2 separate regions of the Mus musculus genome follow, and region 2 is linked to region 1. A link is a contact called in public HiChIP or PLAC-seq data. All regions are on one chromosome and are shown on one strand. Each heading gives the region's core, a stretch centred on a gene start, on an enhancer-like site or on the middle of the called end of the contact. The rest is flanking DNA. Distances are from core to core; before and after follow the strand shown.

Evidence for each region. HiChIP or PLAC-seq counts read pairs in DNA pulled down with a chosen protein or histone mark.
Region 2: a contact with region 1 is called in an H3K4me3 HiChIP or PLAC-seq map of the SCID.adh cell line, with 27 read pairs. The contact joins two enhancer-like sites. A contact is called at or near these places in 1 of 484 Hi-C or Micro-C datasets (embryonic stem cells), 1 of 115 datasets of contacts at active chromatin or transcription factors (the SCID.adh cell line) and 1 of 9 other capture datasets (embryonic stem cells).

Annotation. Positions count from the first base shown.
Region 1 is chr15:14,952,434-14,957,538 of GRCm38.p6, reverse strand. No RefSeq gene overlaps it. Among named protein-coding and RNA genes, the nearest start is that of 4930557F08Rik, 820 kb to the left of the region's middle. Within about 2 kb of position 2,323, at least 1 of the 459 cell types and tissues checked has an H3K27ac peak or open chromatin away from gene starts, as enhancers often do. A contact at or near this core is called in the SCID.adh cell line, where this site is marked.
Region 2 is chr15:15,087,985-15,093,089 of GRCm38.p6, reverse strand. No RefSeq gene overlaps it. Among named protein-coding and RNA genes, the nearest start is that of 4930557F08Rik, 690 kb to the left of the region's middle. Within about 2 kb of position 2,814, at least 6 of the 459 cell types and tissues checked have an H3K27ac peak or open chromatin away from gene starts, as enhancers often do. A contact at or near this core is called in the SCID.adh cell line, where this site is marked.

The DNA of each region.
Region 1 (5,105 bases), core at 1,074-3,573:
GGGGCTGGATGGTCTTGGACTTGCTTACATTGGCAGGGAAAGGAAACATTCTTCAAGCATCAGGGGTTGGGGGGATGGAGAAGCTCTGCAAACATCTTTGATACACACATTAGCCAAGCTAAAGAACTATATTTCTTCATTTCTAGTTTCTTTTTCGAGGCACTCAGAGGTATGCGTTTTCCTCTTGGACTATTTTCATTGTGTCCCATCAATTTGGGTATGTTGTGGCTTCATTTTTATTAAACTCTAAAATGTCTTTAATTTCTTTCTTTGCTTCTTCCTTGACCAGTTATTGAGTAGAGTGTTACTCAGCTTCCATGTGTATGTGGACTTTCTATTGATAATGTTATTGAAGATCAGCTTTAGAATGTGGTGATCTAATAGGATGCATGTGATTATTCCAATCTTCTTGTATCTGTTGAGGCCTGTTTTGTGACCATTCATATGGTCATTTTTGGAGAAGGTACAATGAGGTGCCGAGAAGAAGGTATGTTCTTTTGTTTTAGGATAAAATGTTATATAGATATCTGTTAAATTCATTTGTTTCTTAACTTCTGTTAGTTTCACTGTGTCTCTGTTTAGTTTCTGTTTCCAGGTTCTGTCCTTTGATGAGAGTGAGGTGTTGAAGTCTCCCATTATTATTGTGTGAGGTTCAATGTGTGCTTTGAATTTTAGTAAAGTTTCTTCTATGAATGTAGGTGACCTTGAATTAGGCACATAGATGTTCAGAATTGGAAGTTCTTGGTTGATTTTTCCTTTGACTAGTATGAAGTGTCCTTCCCTATCTTTTTTGATAACTTTAAGTTGAAAGTGGATTTTATTCACTATTAGAATGGCTACTCCAGCTTGTTTGTTGTTATCATTTGCTTGGAGAATTGCTTTCTAGCCTTTTGCTCTGAGGTAGTGTCTGTCTTTGTCACTGAGGTAGGCTTCCTGTATGCAGTAAAATGCTGGGTCCTGCTTACATATCCAGCCTGTTAGTCTATGTCTTTTTATTGGGGAAATGAGCACATTGATATTAAGAAGTATTAAGGAAAAATGACAGTTGCCACCTGTTTTGTTTTGTTTTGTTTTTCATTAGAGGTGGAATTATGTGTAGATGGCTATCTTCTTTTTGGTTGGATTAAGGAAGATTATTTTCTTTCTTTTCTAGGGTGTAGTTTCCATCCTTGTGTTAAAGTTTTCCATTTAGTATCCTTTGATGGGCTGGACTTACGAAGAGATATTGTGTATTTTTTTTTTTTAATGGAATATCTTTCTTTCTCCATCTATAGTTATTGAGGGTTTTCCTTGGTATACTAGCCTGGGCTGGCATTTGTGTTCTCTTAGAGTCTGTATGACGTCTGCCCAGGATCTTCTGGCTTTCATAGTTTCTGGAGAAAAGTCTGGTGGAATTCTCATAGGTCTGCCTTTATATGTTAGTTGACCTTTTTCCCTTACTACTTTTAATATCCTTTCTTTGTTTTGTGCATTTGGTGTTTTGATTATTATATGATGGGATGAATTTCTTTTCTGATCCAATCTATTTGTTGTTCTGTGGGCTTCTTATATGTTCATGGGCATCTCTTTCTTTAGGTTAGGGAAGTTTTCTTCTATAATTTTTTTGAAGATATTTACTGGCCCTGTAAGGTGGTAATCTTCACTCTCTTTTATACCTATTATCCTTACATTTGGTCTTCTCTTTTTTTCCTGGATTTCTTGGATGCTTTGTGTTAGGATCTTTTTGCATTTTGCATTTTCTTTGACTGTTGTGTCAATGTTTTCTATGGTCTTCTGCACCTAAGTTTCTCTATTTTATTTCTTGCACTCTGTTGATAATGTAGCATCTATGACTCTTGATCTCTTTCTTAGGTTTTCTCTCTCCAGAGTTGTCTCATTCTGAGATTTCTTCATTGTTTCTACTTTCATTTTTAGATCCTGGATGATTTTGTTCAATTCCTTCACCTATTTGTTTGAGTTTTCCTCTAATTCTTTAAGGAATTTTTCTATTTCCTCTATAAGCTCTTCTACCTGTTTACCTATGTTTTCCTATATTTCTTTAAGGAAGCTATTTATGTTCTTCTTAAAGTCCTTTATCAGCATCATGATCCAAATGTTGTTTTTCTGGTTTGTTGGGGTATCTGGGACTTGCTATGATGGGGAGAACTGGGTTCTGATGATGCCAAGTAGCCTTGTTTCTGTTGGTAAGTGTTTTGCACTTGCCTTTCGCCATCTGGTTATCTCTGGTGTTAGATGGCCTTTCTCTGGCTGGAGCTTGTCCCTCCTGTGGGTATGTAAGCCTATGTCAGCACTCCTGGGAATTCTCTCTCTTGGTGAAAGTTGTGTTCAAAGTGCTGTGGAACAGCACTCTGGGTTAGATGTTGACTAGAAGGATCCCATCCTGGACGCTCCACTGTTCCTGTGCCCTGTGTCCTTGCTGGTCCTGCCCTGAACAGTTATTGTCGAGAAAGTGGCTATCTCACCTCTGAGCCAGGGAGTGAGAACACTCTTGGGAAAACAGCTCTTTCCTGGCAGGACCTGTGCACAGAGGGCTGTGGAACAGCCTCAGCTCCTGAGTGCAAATGTTGACCAGAGGATATGATTTAAAAAAAAATATATATTAGCCTTTTACTTGGGTCTTTTTTCTGTTTTCTATCCTGATTATTCTTAAAATTGGTCTTTTCACAATTTCTCATATTTTCTTGATGTTTTATGAACGGAGGATTTTAGATGTAACATTTCTTTGACCAAAGACCCATTTTTCCCCCTTATGGTGCCTTCTTGCCTGAGAGTATGCCTTTTATCTCTTGTATTCTGTTGGGAAAAGTTTCCTGTTTGGTTCCTGTTTAAGTTTCTACATTTTTCATTTCCAGATTTTTATCAGTTTGGGATTTCTTTATTGATTTAATTTCCACTTTCAGTTAATGAATTGCTTTATTCATTTTAATGAAATGTTTCTTATCTCAGATTTCTTTAAGAGCTTTTTTTCTTATAAGGGCATTTACTTTATTCATAAAGGTGTTTATTAATTCATAGTATGGTTCTTGTATTTTCTTCAGCCATGTTTTTTTTTTTTTGGGGGGGGGCTATAATAGTAGGGCTGCTGGGATCCAGTTAATATAATGTCTAATGTCTCATTGATTATGATTTTATGCTGATATATAGACATCTGCATTTGGGATTATTGAAATTCTAGGTGGTATCATCAGGTCCTGTCTTTTTTAGATAGGAATTTTGTTCTTTGATTTCAACTTCACACTTTGTTTATTAGAGGGATGTTTTCTATTTATAAGAAGGTCAGAAAATTTTGTGGAATTCTGAAAATTGTGGCCACCAAGTGTCCTGGTAGAATGTGTTTCTAGATATTAGGAACTGACACTTAAGAATGAGTATGGGCTGGAACGGTTGGAGTGGGAGTTCCAGTGATCCACAGAAAGGAATGTCTCAGGGTTTTCAATCAGTATCTACTCAATCCCCTGAGATGGTTGACAGAGAACAACTAGACACCACAACAGGCAGAAATCTATAGAGCTGATGATGAGAGTAAGTATGTTGGATAGTTTTCTGTCTACTTTACAGAAGCTAAGATCATCTGAGAGCATGTAACTACAATTAAAAAATAATGTCTCCATGGGATTAGTCTGTAGGTAAGCTTGTAGGGCATTTTTTAAAAACTTAGTACTTGAAGGGGGAGGGTCCAAACTATTATGGATGTTATCAGCTCTGGGCTGTTGGTCCTGGTTTCTATAAGAAGCCAGCTATGAAAGCTGCAAGGAGCAGGCAAAGAAGCAATAAACAGCATTCTACTGGGTTATTTTGTTTGTATAGATATCCATCTCTTTACTCATTTCTTTCCTTTCTTGCTTCTTTTCTTTTTCTTTTTTTCTTTTTTCTTTATTTTGGACGTTAGTAGAGAATATTGTAGGATTAAAAAGTTGTCAAGAGGAAAATAGTGTTGCAAAATACTGTGCATTTTGTAATTATAACAAGACCAGTAGTTTTGATTTGTTTAAATCTCTGTTATTTTAATTTAATTAAAAGGCCAGAAGGATTAACAAGATATAGTCTCTGAAATCTAAGACATTTTGAGAAGGATATAAAATAAAAAAATGTAGCTTAACCACATTCTGTAAAATAACTAGCCTGCATTATGATTATGAATATTGTTGCTCTGAGCAATTTCTTTGAACATTTCCATTTAAAAATAAATTTGCACTATTAACCTTGAGAAGAGGATTAATTTTAAATTAATATTTTATAATCATTATACATTTAACTAAAACCTTAATTAGATGGGCTCTATTAGTTCATAGCCAAAGGATTTAGAAATCATTTTCAAATATTACACATTTTTTATATACAAAGTTTTGAATAAAAGCTGTTTCTACATCTAAAACACTGGACTAGGTGCATTTCATTCAGGTTATTTGTAAAATTTCAAGCCTTTGCTAAAAGAAAAAAAAGACACAACTAATACTATGTTGTTGAGAATCAACTATACATGAATGGTGTTACACTAAAATTATATATATATATATATATATATATATATATATATATATATATATATATATACATACCATGGTGAACCCATTTATTTTTTGTCAGCCCATAAGTCCAGAAGAACAGTTAGAAGCTAAAGCATAACCAGTGACTTGTGCATACAGATGGAATAAAATGCTGAGAATAGGATGGTTGATGTTGTCATACTAGGTTCAGGAAGATTTGAATAAATAAACACATACACACACACACACACACACACACACACACACACACACATACATAGAGAGATACAGAGAAAGACACAGACACAGACACAGGCACAGGCACAGGCACAGGCACAGGCACAGATACAGACACAGACACAGAAATTGATAGGTAGATCATAGATAAAACATAACTACAGGGCATTAGGTAGAGTAATCACAATATTATGAAATGATAGGGAACTAAAATGACAAACTTCTACTGTGTTGATAAGTAGTATTTTAATTTGGCATTTATTTAAAACTTTTATACAATATATGTTGGTTCACATTCCTTAGACCCCAACCAAATCCCTACTTACCAGACTTCACATTAAATCTCTCCTATCCTCTCAGTTGCACTACAAAAGCAACCAT
Region 2 (5,105 bases), core at 1,565-4,064, 140 kb before region 1:
AGACATAGTGTGAGACAAATTAAATTGTTTTTAATATATCACTTAACTAAAAATTGTATATTATGTGTTTCCCCATACATTTTTTAATAATTATTGTTTCTTTATGAGTATGTAAGAGAAATATATATCCACAGTCTCTATGCCCTCTGCTTTCCCCAGTCTCTTCTCCTCTCTCTTTTTTAACCATCTATCCACTTCCCTATCTACACTTGTATCTGGATCATTCTCTTTTGAAAATTTAATGAACATGTAGTTAACAAGTACAGAAGTTAATTACAACAATGATAAGATGTATAAAAGATCATTCAAGTTTGCTGTTTTAATATTTTAATAGAATTTGGAGAGTTTAAAGATGTAACTTTTTTTTTTTAGTTTTAAGAGAATAGATTTTCTAGTTTCTTGGTTGAATTCTCATTGAACTTGAAAATCATCCTGTTTTATAATAAACTTTGGCACTACACTATAATAAAATTTAACCGGTAAGTCAATTTGTGTTCTATTACAGGTGTATAGAAAACCAACAATAAAGCAGGTGAAATGGCTCATTATTTGAAGACAATTGTTTCAAAGTCTGAGACTTTATATTATCCTTCTGATTTGAGGTTGGGAAATTGAAACTAGTTCCTACATTGTGCGTTCATTAGCAAGATCTCCTATGCTCATGGAACCATAGAGTTAAAAAGTAAATGGTCAACCTTCTGAAAGCTATCCACAGATTCAATGAAATACTAACCCTTCTCTAACAATATTGCTTACTGTTGGAAGCTGGTCTAGGGCTCACAAGAAATGGGGTACACCTGGGAGGCAAGCCAGGGCTGAAAAGAGAGGGAAAACTAGGCGGTCAAGAGAAAAAAATGGAGCTAAGTCAAGATTCCTGATCAAAGCTCAAATGTTTAATGGCAAACGTGCTTATAAAGTGGGGGAGGCCCATTCCTGCCAATTCATTCTTGGAGCCCCACTGAAGGTGATGAGTTTCAGGATAGGGTGTAGTCTCAGGAATAGCTCAGTGGACTCCCAGCAGGTAGCAGTATTGAAGGGGAACAGCAGCAGTGGCTGAATAATAGTGATCTAAGAAGGAAGGCTCCACCCTAGGTAATCTCCTTAGTGACAGCAAAGTCAAGGTCTGGCTCAGCCTGCTTCAGGCTGGGGGAGGCTACAATTTCCTCCCTGTTATTAATATTTTTTAAAAAAAAGCTGGACTGAGGCAAAAAATTTATTCATGCTTCATAGTTCTGCCTGATTTCTTTGGGCCCAGTGAAGAAAACTGTCTCAGTGGGATTCACTAACATTTCTCATGGTAAACCTACTTATTTGCTAGGCCATGATGAATTCCCTTGTCTGGGTAAGACTGGCTACTGTCCCAAGTAAACACTGTGCAGACTATGCCTGAGCTACTCTAGCTCATTCTTTGTAATGCCTAATTAGTTTCATTGTCTCTTCCAAGCTCCTCCACTTCAAGCATTTTCTAGGGCATTGGAACACTGGCAAAGGCTTAGCTATGTCAGAATTCAATCTTAAAAGGCACTTATAATAAGATAATACTAAAAGAGAGCATGTGGATTCATACACCAGACTAACATGGGGATAGGGTATGAGTATATGGGTTATGAGAACGCCAAAGTTCCAGGAGTTGAGTTTCCATGAAACTCTTTGCCTCGTGAGTGCTCCCAGGCCTCTCTGCCTGCCAAGCAAACTACACTGGAGTGTTCGTAGCATTCTCCCCCTTTCTTTTTATATTTCTGCTGAAGTTCCGGAATGTCCTGCCTCGTCGTAGCTACAGATCTCAGGAGTGCTCTAAAGATGAGTGGAAACACAACAATTTACTAATAAAATAGTGCCAATAATAATAGCAAGTAGGAATTACCACCCGCGAGGATAGAGACCTCCCCAGATTGCATTGCTCATGCAACGGGGTGTCTTGAGGTAAATCTAGATGTTACAAGGTCGTCCCATTTGCCATGGGGAAAGCGCTTTCAAAGGAAACAATTTTCATAAATGAAATAAAGGGTTTAGGGAGAGAGGAATAAGAGTCAAGAAAAAAGATTTGATTAATTTTTTTCTGCTTCATGGACACTAAATGTCCATGGTTAGTTTTGAGCAGACCTGAGATCCATCCACTTACGTGGAATAAGGTTGGCAAAAATATTAATGATTTAATAAAAACGGGTGAAAATATCCCTGAACCTTTTTTCAGTTATTATGGAATTATTAGAGACCTCTTAAAAGATGCAGAACAAGGAAGGGAGGGAGCCAGACTGCTGGCACTTGCTGAGGATTTTCTTGCAGCAGAACTAGAGGAAGAGGCAGCCAACAATGAGGAGGAGAGATATGGTCCTGGCCCCCGAGTGTTTCTCACAACAAAATCCAGCCCTAGGTACCCTCCTCTGTACCCCTCTTCCACTCGGGGCCCCACTCCCTTTCCCTCTCTGCACCTTTATCCCTCCTCAGCCTGCCGCCTCCTACTCCCTTACCAGGGGTGACTGTCCATCATTTGCTCCACACGAAGGACGCTCTGGTGGCCCACATTTTTGGTCTAAAAGAGGTTTTATATTTGCAAAAAAAATTAGGAGACCTCACCTTTGAAATTCAAACTTTACAGGGGATCCTCTCCGGAGCCCCAATTGTCAAGAAACAGTCGGAGCACCCTAAAGTCATAAAGAAGGTCTCTCCTCCGGTCTCCACGGAGAAGATCAAACATAAATATTCAGCCAAGGACAAGGCATATCAAAAATTGGCCTTCCCATTCCTGATTCGGGCATTCTCCAATCAGATCAGTCATGACCCTGAGCCAACTAATGATGAACAAGTGCCAGATACCTCGGGACAGGCAAAGGGAGAAAAGGAAAATGAAAGTGATGAATTTGAGCAATTAGCCTCTGACTCCGAGGAAGAAGAGGCAATAAAAGATGAAAGTGATTATGAGGCTTCACAGCCTGTTTATAAGAAATTAAAGATCATACATATTAAAGAATTGCATTCGGCTGTTAAAAATTATGGGGTTAATGCCCCCTTTACTGTATCAATCTTGGAGGGACTAGCAGGAGACTGTTACTTAACACCCAATGAATGGAGCAAAGTGGTACAGTCAGTCCTCACTAGAGGGCAGTATTTAACTTGGAAATCTGATTTTGTAGATAGAGCCAAAACCCAGGCTGCTAATAACAGAAAGAACCCCCTCAGTAAGGCTTATTCTTGGACCTCTGATAAAATATTCTGTAAAGGTCCATTCGCCTCTGATAAGAAACAATTGGGGCTTTCTCCTGGGGTGCTTGCACAGACTGCCCAGGCGGCCTTAGCTGCCTGGAGAGCCGTACCGGCCACAGGAGCCCTCATAACCCCGTTGACTAAAACTATTCAGGGCTCCCAAGAATCCTATGCCCAATTTGTTGCTAGACTACAAGAAAGAGTTCTCGGCCCCCATGAAAATGAAGGGCTTTTAGTTAGACAACATGCCTTGGAGAATGCTAATTCTGCTTGCAAGGCTGCCCTGGGGGGTAAGACTAGAGGCTTTGACCTCATAGGAATTGATAAAGCTCTGCAGTGAGGTAGATATATTTTCACATCAAGTCTCAAAATCTATTAACCTGGCCATCGGAGTGGTCTTCCAAAAAGCTGGTGGAACTAGCCAGCCTCAGCAGAGAGTGTGTTTCAGATGTGCACTCCCGGGACATTTTGCCCGCGAATGCCCATCCACCAGACCACCAAGTCTGCCACCACACCAGGCACAGGCCAAGTTACACAGGGAGCCATGCCTCCTGGCCTCTGCCCCAAATGTAAGAGAGGCCACCACTGGGCACAACATTGCAGATCCAAAACTGATATAAATGGCCGCCCACTTACTGTGGTCCAGGGAAACTACCAGGGGGGCCCCTGCTTGGGCCCTGCTCCCCCTGATTGCACCCCCAAAACAATCCATCGCTGATTCCCTCCAGTCTCCCCAACGGGGATTGTGCAGGGCTACAGCAGGGAGCGCAGGATTGAACTTGTGTTCCTCCACCACCAGGATTATAACTCCCGAGGAAGGGACCTTAGTTATTGAGACAGGGGAATTCGGACCCCCACCCCAAAATATGTTTCTTCTTCTTATTGGCTGAGCATCAGGTTCCCTACAGGGACTCGTGGTAACCCCCACTGTGGTCGATGCTGACTACCAAGGAGAATTAAAAATTCTGGTTACAGCCACACGAGGGCCCCTTACATTGAGAGCAGGAGAGCATATCGCCCAGGGCTGCCGCTCCTGTTAATTGGACAATTTCCACATATTAGAAAAAATCGGGGGCCATCCTCCCCAGGGTCCTCAGATGTTTATTGGGTACAAAAATTGACTGACTCTCGACCCATGCTGACCCTGTTTTTAGATGGCAAACAATTTCAGGGACTTCTAGATACTGGGGCAGATGCAACAGTAATTTCTTCCATCACACTGACCTACTGCTTGGCCTTTAAAACCGACTGCTACCCATTTAAAGGGGATAGGCCAAACTCAGGATACTTTACAAAGTTCAAAATTGTTAACATGGTCAGATAAGGAAAACAATACTGGAACTGTCCGGCCCTTTGTAGTCAGGAGCCTTCCTGTTAACTTATGGGAAAGAGATATACTCTCCTAAATGGGAGTTATAATGTACAGTCCCAATGAGACTGTCACAAATTTAATGCTAAAAACAGGGTATCTCCCTGGAAAAGGCCTGGGGAAAAATGAACAAGGGATTGTTCATCCCTTTGTCCCTGTACCCAAAAGAGACAAAAAGGGTCTGGGAGCAGACCTTTTTTCCTAGAGACCACTGCTCCTCCTGCACTCCAGGCAGATAAAATATCTTGGAAAACTAATGATCCAGTCTGGGTCGACCAGTGGTCTATGCCTCAAGAGAAGGTCCGGGCAGCCTTACAGTTAGTGCAGGAACAATTGAGGCTGTCCCACTTGGAACCATCCACCTCCCCGTAGAATACACCTATATATATATATATATATATATATATATATATATATATATATATATATATATAATTGGGACTTGGAGGATATTACAAAATCTCAGAGCTGTTAATAAGACTATGGTGCCAATGGGTGCCCTACAGCCTGGTCTACCCTCTCCCATTGCCAT